Linked DNA regions of Zea mays: region 1 is linked to region 2. The links are chromatin contacts, called in public Hi-C maps. All regions are on one chromosome and are shown on one strand. The core of a region is the stretch at or near the end of the contact, and the rest is flanking DNA. Distances in the headings are between cores, read along the strand shown.

Region 1 (4,826 bases), core at 1,578-4,077, 140 kb before region 2:
TCCATGTTCGCTGTACTTTGATGAATAAAGGTTAAGACATTATGTTTGTTTGAAGTGTAATATGTTAATATAATCGTTATTTACGCTCTTATGCATTGTTCTTTTGATATATTACACTTGTGACGTCAACATATGTGTGGAAATAGATCCTGGCACACATATGCGATGCACCCGGCTCTGCCCTTGGAAACGGGTGTGACAGTGTTCCGCTGAGAACATGTATCCCATTGCCCTTGAGCTCAAAACTAAATACCCTAGTATAGGGAATCAATTTCGGGTGTCTTAAGACATCCTCACATGTGCCGAAGAGTAACCATCCAAAGATAATGATAAAAGATCTCTTGTCATTGAGAGGTTTGAGACCTTTGAATCATATATGAACAGTGGTCAAAACCTTTTGATTATGTCTGCATCAATGATACACTACCCCTAGCGAGCTATAACAAACCCATTCATGGTAATTATGCTCAAATACTTAGCGGGTGTTTGGCATGGCTATAGGTTCCAGCTTCAACGTGGAGCTATAGTTTATAATATAAATCTAAATAGTTATAGATTTTTAATCTAGACAATAAATAAAATAATTTGTCCAAATGTCTTATAAAGGTTTGTAAATGTAACTTTATGATTTTCTAGAACACATAATAACCTGTTCACCAATTCATCCACTAAAATTTCTGGAGCTCGAGTAGTTCCAAACAGGGCCTTAGACCCTTAGTCATCTATTTTGGTGTGTAATAATATCCACGATCATTGAGCACTCACGCATAGTCCGAATAAGTGAAATGTTTACCGTCTTATCAGAAGGGTGTTTCTTCTTGTTGTTTTTTTTGTGGCTCAAATAGGTGTGGGACCAGGACAATAGGCCAAGACGCCCAATTATGCGCGATGTTTAGAGCTGTCCAGGTCGCCACACCATGTTTGATTCTGAAATCTCAAGCGTCATGTCCCCTAAAATACAAGCAGCTGATGTGGATGCGTGGTTGTGGTTGCTATATATTAATATATATAACAGTACATTATACATGCATGGGTGTTACGTACTACTTACGTGAAGGAAATGACAAATACACTGACGTACTCACTGAGCACAGCAGCAAAACGACGAACTGCATGCAGGTCTCTAGTTCCACAGTGACCAGGAACTCCACGAGCGCAAAGACGACGCGAGCTCGTGATCTAAGAGGAACTCCAACAGCTGCCCAACCTTGCCCTCCTCCTTCGAGGTGCACGGCTGCGGAACGACCTTTCCGGACTTTCTCCACTTGGCATTCTGGCAGGTGCTCTCCGCGTGTCCCTTCCCGCCCTGCATTTTGAGGTCAATGTTCTGCAGGACGATGCCCCGGCACGGGACGTCCCTGCTGCAGCTCATCCTGATGGCGTCCCTGGTGACGGTCGTCCCCCGGATGTTCCTGAAGACGACGTCGCTGATCTGCACCGCCGACCTCTGCTCCCGGCACGGCGGCTCAGCCTCGGCCCTGTCGCAGTAGCTCTGGTCGATGACGATCGGGTTCCTGACGCCGTGCATGGCCATGTTCTGGAACGTGATGTCCCTGGCGTACCCGCTGCCTCCCTGGTACGTCTTGATCCGGGCCCCGTTGGTGGTGCCGTGTAGCTGCACTGAGTCTATGGTGATGCCGGAGACCTCCGCTCGCGAGTCGTCGTCTCCTAGGCTCCCGACGCTGATCCCGTGCCCGGGGCCACAGACGACGCCGGAGACGTGGAGGCCGTGCGTCCCGTCCTCGATCGACATGCAGTCGTCTCCTGCGAAATTGAGCAGGGAAAAGTTTGAATTGAAGGCATAGTAGTGGTGTCCATGGCTTGGCGTACGTGTTGGCTGCTACTACTACTACGTACCTGTCTTGATCTTGCAGTTCGTGACGCGCACATCTTTGCTGCGCGTGATGTGGATGCCGTCGGTGTTAGGGCTCGTGCCGGGTGCTGTGATGGACAGCCTTGACACCTGCACGCTGGCGCAGTCCTCGATCGACATGTGGATCTGCTGGCTGTTCATCATCTTGAGATTCTCCACCCTTAGATTGGTGCAGTAGTGGAACGACAGAGCCGTTGGAGCCGCCTTGCAGGGCTATAGAGAAAGAGAGAAGAAGCCAGTTCAGTTAGGAGGTCACACATGACACACACACTTCGTTTTTAGAACCGGTCGGCGCCACAGCTTTATACTACCAGAGCCTTGTTGATCTTGCACGAGTGCGGCCACCAGCTGTGTCCGTTGCCGTCGATGGAGCCACGGCCGTGGACAGTGAGCCTGTCGACGCTCCGGAACACGATCCAGTGCCTCCGGTCGCTGTCGCTCCAGTCCGCCCTGTTGGGCGACGCCACCAGGGTGCCCTTCACGGTGACCGCGACGCGGGACCTGCACGGGCCACGCAGGACGACGAGCTTGAGCAGGTAGCGCCTGCCGCCGGGGACGAGCAGGACGGCCGGCCGCGGCGAGGCGCACGCCGCCTCCCACGCCCTGGCGAGCGCGCCCGTGTCGTCGTGCCTGCCGTCGCCGCGGGCGCCGTAGCGGTCGAGGCTGAACACGCTCTGGTGAGACGACGACGGCCACGTCAGGGACCCGCTGCACGTGTAGCTCGCACCGTCGGCTGCGGTGCCGTTGCTCGCGCTTACTACTACGGCCTCGAGAGCGCCGGACGAGAGGTGGAGGAGGAGGAGGAGGAGCGCGAGGAGGGGCAGGGCCGCCGTGGACGCGAGCATTGTCGGCTTCATGCTGGACGCCATGGGCAGCGCCAAGCACCGATGGACAGGCCTCAACTCTGAAGTGAATCGCGTCGTCAGCACGGAACTGAAGTCGGAGGCGATCGTGCTCGCGGCTTCAGCTTTAAATTCTGGTCGCGGGGGACCTGAGCCGACGCAGTTTTGGTTTTTGCCCAGCTTGGTGTCGGGATCGTGACGCGCGCGCCGGGACGAACTAGGGATTCTATTCTGTCTGGGGGTTGCGTTGCCGTTGAAGGATCACGCACACGCGGAGGGCAGAGGTTAGGCTGGCCTGGAGCGTGCCTGCAGCATGCAGCCATGCTTGCGGACGGAAGGGAACCCGTGGATAAGATTCTTGCTTCAGGTATTGCGCCAGAGGGATAAAAATGAGTACCGTGACAGAACCTGAATCTGAGCCTCCTGCTGGATCCTCGTGACAAAATTTCTCGAATTCTGCATCTCGCCACCAAACAGTTGGCACATGTACCTTGGTGCAGGTCAAGTAGCCCCATTCTTTGGTGTGCCCTGTGCTAGATGAGCCGAGCCCATCATGTTAGCAGGGAGAGAGGCCCAATCATAGCCCAGCTTGAATTTGTCTTCCTTAGCCCAGATTTGCACGGGCCTGCCCTACTGCATTTTCGGAGGTCCTTTTTCCCCCAGTTCCGTTAAGCCTATCTATGCTGCGACTTTTTGCTGGAAGTAAAATTGTAGTAGGGGGCCCGCAGCCGCAGTGTCCAGTCCTTTCTCGTAGGCTCTGCACCGCTGGTGGCCTGTGGCTCTGGTTGCCCTTTCGGTCTTTATCTGTTCAAAAAGGAAAAAGAAAAGAAAAAAGAAAACCGATATCAGTTAATTTGCTGTGTTTTGAGCAGCGAGTTGTTCAGTGAGTTTCTATTTTGTATAGTAATAATATGACCCAGTATGGGGGAATTCGCATCCGAATCTGTAGTCCGTATAGGCGTGTCTGCTGGAGACGGTTCTGGACCTCTAGGCTCTAGCAAGAGAGACAAGATGAGTACTCATCGGAGCAGGGAGACCCAAAGAGACAGGAGTCTGATGGCGGCCGTCCAGCCGACGGTGCGCGTGGGCGTGGCAGCAGATGGCCGTCCAGCAGATCGATCGGATCGGCGGTGAACAACGAAGCACAGCCACGATGGCTGTCACGATGATGACGAGGTACAGTGCGTGTCTGCCGATCAGCATCGAGGTCATTATCGGTTGTTTTCACCATCCGCAGTTAAGGCTTGTGTGATAACGTACACAGTACCACTGTCCCGCCGACGGGGGCACCGGCACCCATCCGTCTCAGTCAGGAGGGAAAGACTCAGTGCCCATGACAACATACAAAATCATATTGTGCCCCTTCAAATTACATGAAATCCCAACAAAAAAAATTTATTTGCTTATTTTCATAGCCGTCCACGTCATACGATCGTACACGTTCATTTTTATATTATATTGTACAAAATGATACGTACACGTACACGTATAATAATCACACTAATGCCTGGTGGGAAAAAAGAATAGCCTAGCGTTGCAAGAATATGAATGTCCTCCCGTGTATCTTTCAGGCATGCAACAAACATCCACTTATTTGGAGTTTTATGGGAGCAGGATGGTCTTTACAAATACCGGCCATCGAAGATATATGCCATTAGCAAAGTAGTACCTCCGGTTATACTCGTAACTGTTTACCATGAAGTCCACCTTTGTTACTTCACCCTTAAAACATGTCGACAAAGAACAATTAATTATTGGTTGAGCACGTTCACGTCGTTGTTCTATCCCGCCACTGAAAAAGCATGCCATATCCATAAGTTATACGAGGCAACCGCCTCGCCCACGATGGTCGGGGATGTGAATTATCCTTTTTTACATCTAATGAGACAATTCTTTCACTTTCAATACATATAATCCATTATCCCTATCATAACAAGAAATCCCCTTTCATCTATGCATTTCTTGTAGGGAGAGAAATTACTGCGGTTGAGTGTATCGTTTTGAAGAGTAAAGCAGGAGGTGTCATCTTAGGAAACCTACGATCGATCATGTGGGCAGTTGTCACACATGGAGCCAGGAGAAACGTTGCTACTATGATCATCGCTTCTAAA
Region 2 (4,379 bases), core at 944-3,443:
ATGGTCAGATGGAGAATCGAGCATTGGTCCGGGCGGATCGCCATGGCAGAAATTGGGTACCTCGACGGCTCGCCCGGTGGACGGCCACCACGGCAGCGGACCCAGCCCCGAGCCAGACGAGAGCGACCTGTACGCCCCCGAGCTAATTTCGTACGCCGCCGGGCGCCTGCTCGTGCGTACCGCCACCAAACCGGCAAATCTCTACACCTTTCTCTACTCTCTACTCTTTCTAAAGCACGAGCTTGGTACATCGTGCGTCGATCAATTTCTCTTTCCTCGATTCTCTTCTGAAGCATGAGCTTCGTGCACGATCAGTTTCTCTTCCTCGCTTCTCTTTTATTAACGAGCTGTTACATTCCGCATAGGCCGTTATAAACCAGCTAAAGGCCTGTTCGGTTTTCACGGATTGGAGCCTTGAAATAGTTCCTGGCCAAATTACTTCTCTAATTTATATAAATTTTAATGAGCTGGAATAAATTCGGGTTCATTCCTGAAGAAGCGAACAGGCCCTAATGGTTCCTTGCAGGGACTAACCGTGGAATGGTTCCTAGCTAAGGGCCTGTTCGGTTGTACCGGAATAGACCAGGATTCGTTACAGCTCGTCAAAATCTATATAAATTAGAGAAGTAATCCGGCTAGAATTCAATCCGAGGCTCGAATCCCTGAAAATCGAACAGGATCTAAATTATTTATCTAATTTATATAAGTTTTGGTCAACTAGAATAGTTCCTGGATGAATCCGGGACAAACAAAAGAGGCCTTAGTTGAGCCATTATCAGTAGAAGTTTTATCATAATTTTATTCTCGTTAAATGATAAGACACATCATCATATTTGATGATATGGCAAGGTATTTATGGTGAGAGAGATGGAGAGGGTTTTATGGGAGAAGAGAGGATTTTATCTAGATGAAACTCAGAATACACTGTTTTATAGATAAAAGTTGATGTGTCACTTTTAGAAACCGTACAATAAAACTTCCACTGAGAATGACCTTAGACGACTAAATCTTAGTCATTGTTTGGTTCTATAAACTAAAAATATTTAGAACGCATTAAATTAATCATAAGTAGATCAAAATACCTTTTAGCATTCTCCCGCTATTAGTGCAACTGAAAAAAACGAGAGAAAAAGGTGAAATTAATATGGTTTAGTCTCTTTTAAATTTTTAGTCACCCCTCGAGGACTAAAGTCTAAAATAGTTCAATCTATATTTTAGTCCTACTGTTTGTTAATTTAGAGACTAAATGATAATAAAATGAATGGACTAATGTTTAATCCCTCAAAACAAACTAGGCCTAAGTCCAAACACGATGACACGAAATCGCACGTAGAGCATGACTCCCGTATAGTATCACGCATTCACCCTGTTAAAATTTTTAAAAAAGAAAGACCTCCTTTTTAACTAGTATATTTCTTAATTTTTAGCTAAGATAAAATGTAGTATTTTCTTTTACCAGTTTTGTATCTCATACTTTTGTATCTGGTACATGGATTATATGCCTATTTTAATATTAACTTATTTTTTGGATATTTTTGTTGAAAGGGTCAAGGATCCATCATGATAATTTGGCACTGGGCTTTCATGTGTTTTCCGGCCGTTACACTGTTATATGATTATGTGTCATCGTACGGCACCCATACTACGTGATAAGCTTATCCAATTGTCATCATTATTTTCCCTCTGTATTTGCTAAGCGAGACGTGCGGGAAGGGATTAAGAACGTGCTTACGCCTCTTGTATATTATATTATTATTTTTCTAAATTAGGTCTGACAAATTTGTAAATATGACGTGCATTGCTTTTTTTTATGTAGAACTGGATCTGGTATGTATTCATCATACCATGATGTGCATTACTCTTCTAATGTAAAACGGATCTGCATTAAGTATACTGGGACATACAGAAACTAAAGACCGATTCAGTTCAGCTCTTCCTTCACCGCGTTGACCTCTCTACCAATGCAATAGACGACCAACAGAGCTGAGGGCTCCCACAGATTGAGCTCGGACCGGCCAGTAGGGTAAAGCTAGATCTGCCATCAGGGTGGAACAGGCAACGGGAAAAGCACTAACCTGGAAGACGAAAGCGAACTCCGCCTGCAGCTAGCCAGCGACAGCGTTCGTCAACGCGCAGTAGGAGAGTGGGTGGGTGAGAGAGTGAGCAGTGGCCAGTGGCGACTTGCGTAGGGGCAGGGCTTGTACTGGCATCTGCCTTTTTGTGCCTTTGTTTTACGTGGGCCTCGCTTGCATGCTGTATTACGGGCTGATGTTTTGTGCCTTTTTCGTTACCTGCAGATGTACAGCACACTGCACACGTGAGATGCGACGGGCGGGGCCTCTGAAATACCCAGCCCAACTCGAACCATCCCATCGGTCTCTCGAGGAAGCACCTTCATTCAGGACCCAGGAAGAATACCCGGCCCAACTCAAACCATTCTAGTCACTTTTAGTTCCTATTGCTAAACACTAACTAAGCTCCTCTTTGGAACAACTTCAGTTCCATAAAATTTAGTAGAATTAGTGAAGAAGGTCATTAGGTGATCATAAAATTATGGAGCTGGAGTTGTAAAACTTTAGAAGATATTTAGATAAGTTATTTTGTTTATTATTCATATTAAAATATTTTTAAAACTATTTAAATTAATATTATAAACTATATCTCCACACTGAAGATGGAACCTTGAGCCATCCCAAACATCCCCTAAGAGGGTGTTTGTTTGAGATTATAATCTATCCGGATTATATAATCCAACAACTTTTGAACTAAGTGTTAGTTCAAAATTTGCTAGATTATGTAATCTGATCAGCTTATAATCCTAAACAGACACCTACTAAGGAGGTGATTGGTTTCTAGGGATTTATTTTTAGGCCCCGTTTGTTTTCTTTCATTTCGAGGAATTGGAATCTTACTAATGGAATAGGCTATTTTTTAGAATATGACATTCCACCACTTTCCAAAGTTATCATATAAGTCTACCTCAAATTCATGGGGTGAGAGATGGAAATGGATTCTATAGATTTACATGTTATTTTTCCGATGTACAACTTATAGCACATTCTTCTACTTACGCCTTTATAACATAAATGTAGTATATAACTATCTCTCTCATATGATTTAGGATAATATACAATATATTACATATATAAATATATAAACTTAATTAGTTTTGTCCAAATTATAATTATTAAAATGGAATTCAATTCCAACGAAATAAACAGGCCCTTAGTCTATTAATTTTAGTCTCTTTTAGTTTCTAAATTACTAAACACATATATTAAAATAGAGATAATTCATATTTTAGTCCCTGTGTTTGGCAATTGAGAGACTAAAAGGGACTAAAATGGAGGGACTAAATACTAGTTCTAAGAAACCAAACACCGCCTAAAATAGAGATAATCCCTCTTTTGGTCCATGCGTCCGGCAAGGGACTAAAAGAGACTAAAAATTTGTTCCAAAACCAAACACCCTGTTGGTGTCGATCTGCGAGCCTGTTAAGGCGTCGATTGAGGGCGGCGGCACGCCTCTTGAGGCGTTGATTTTTTGCCTTACTTTTGGTGGTGGCAGAGCGTGTCTTGCGCCCGTCGCGGCGAACGCGTTGGTGTCGGCGAGGTGAAGCTCACCGGTGGCGGTGGGGGGAAGTCAAGGGAATCGAACGTGATGCAGCTCTCGGACATAAAGGTCTCGCCGCCGATGAACGCTGATGATTGAGCCATCAGAGTGGAAGGTGTCACTTGGCTGCTTATGTTCTCCTATCTGGCGCGCCAACTATCGTGATCTCATAAACTAGGGGGACTGAAAGTCGCCTAGAGGGGGGTGAATAGGGCAAAACTGAAATTTACAAATATAAACACAACTACAAGCCGGGTTAGCGTTAGAAATATAATCGAGTCCGAGAGAGAGGGCGTGAAAACAAATCGCAAGCAAATAATGAAGTGAGACACGAGGATTTGTTTTACCGAGGTTCGGTTCTCTCAAACCTACTCCCCGTTGAGGAGGCCACAAAGGCCGGGTCTTTTTCAACCCTTTCCCTCTCTCAAACGGTCCCTCTCGACCGAGTGAGCTTTTCTCTTCTCAAATCAACCGGGAGCAAAACCTCCCCGCAAGGACCACCACACAGTTGGTGTCTCTTGCCTTGGTTACAAGTGAGTATTGAACACAAGAAAGAATGAAAGAGAGAAAGCAATCCAAGCGCAAGAGCTCAAATGAACACGGCAAATCTCTCTCACTAGTCACTAGGGCTTTGTGTTGTATTGGAGAGGATTTGATCACTTTGGGTGTGTCTAGAATTGAATGCCTAGCTCTTGTAAGTGGTTGAGAAGTGGAAAACTTGGATGCCATGAATGGTGAGGTGGTTGGGGTATTTATAGCCCCAACCA

The links. A called contact is a pair of places that touch in the nucleus more often than the background predicts.
Region 1: a Hi-C map of bundle sheath shows a contact between it and region 2, with 4 times the contacts expected there. The contact joins the promoter of LOC103644219 here to the promoter of LOC103645703 in region 2. A contact is called at or near these places in 13 of 25 Hi-C or Micro-C datasets (bundle sheath, ear, endosperm and 4 more) and 1 of 3 datasets of contacts at active chromatin or transcription factors (seedling).

The regions. Positions count from the first base shown.
Region 1 is chr1:297,831,586-297,836,411 of Zm-B73-REFERENCE-NAM-5.0, reverse strand. It overlaps LOC103644219 (polygalacturonase ADPG2), which reads right to left and starts at 2,827. Exons shown (of 3, transcript XM_008667417.2): 1 at 2,185-2,827; 2 at 1,858-2,086; 3 at 968-1,764. The coding sequence starts at 2,742. The coding sequence ends at 1,124.
Region 2 is chr1:297,687,951-297,692,329 of Zm-B73-REFERENCE-NAM-5.0, reverse strand. It overlaps LOC103645703, which reads right to left and starts at 2,193. Exons shown (of 11, transcript XM_020547016.1): 1 at 2,076-2,193.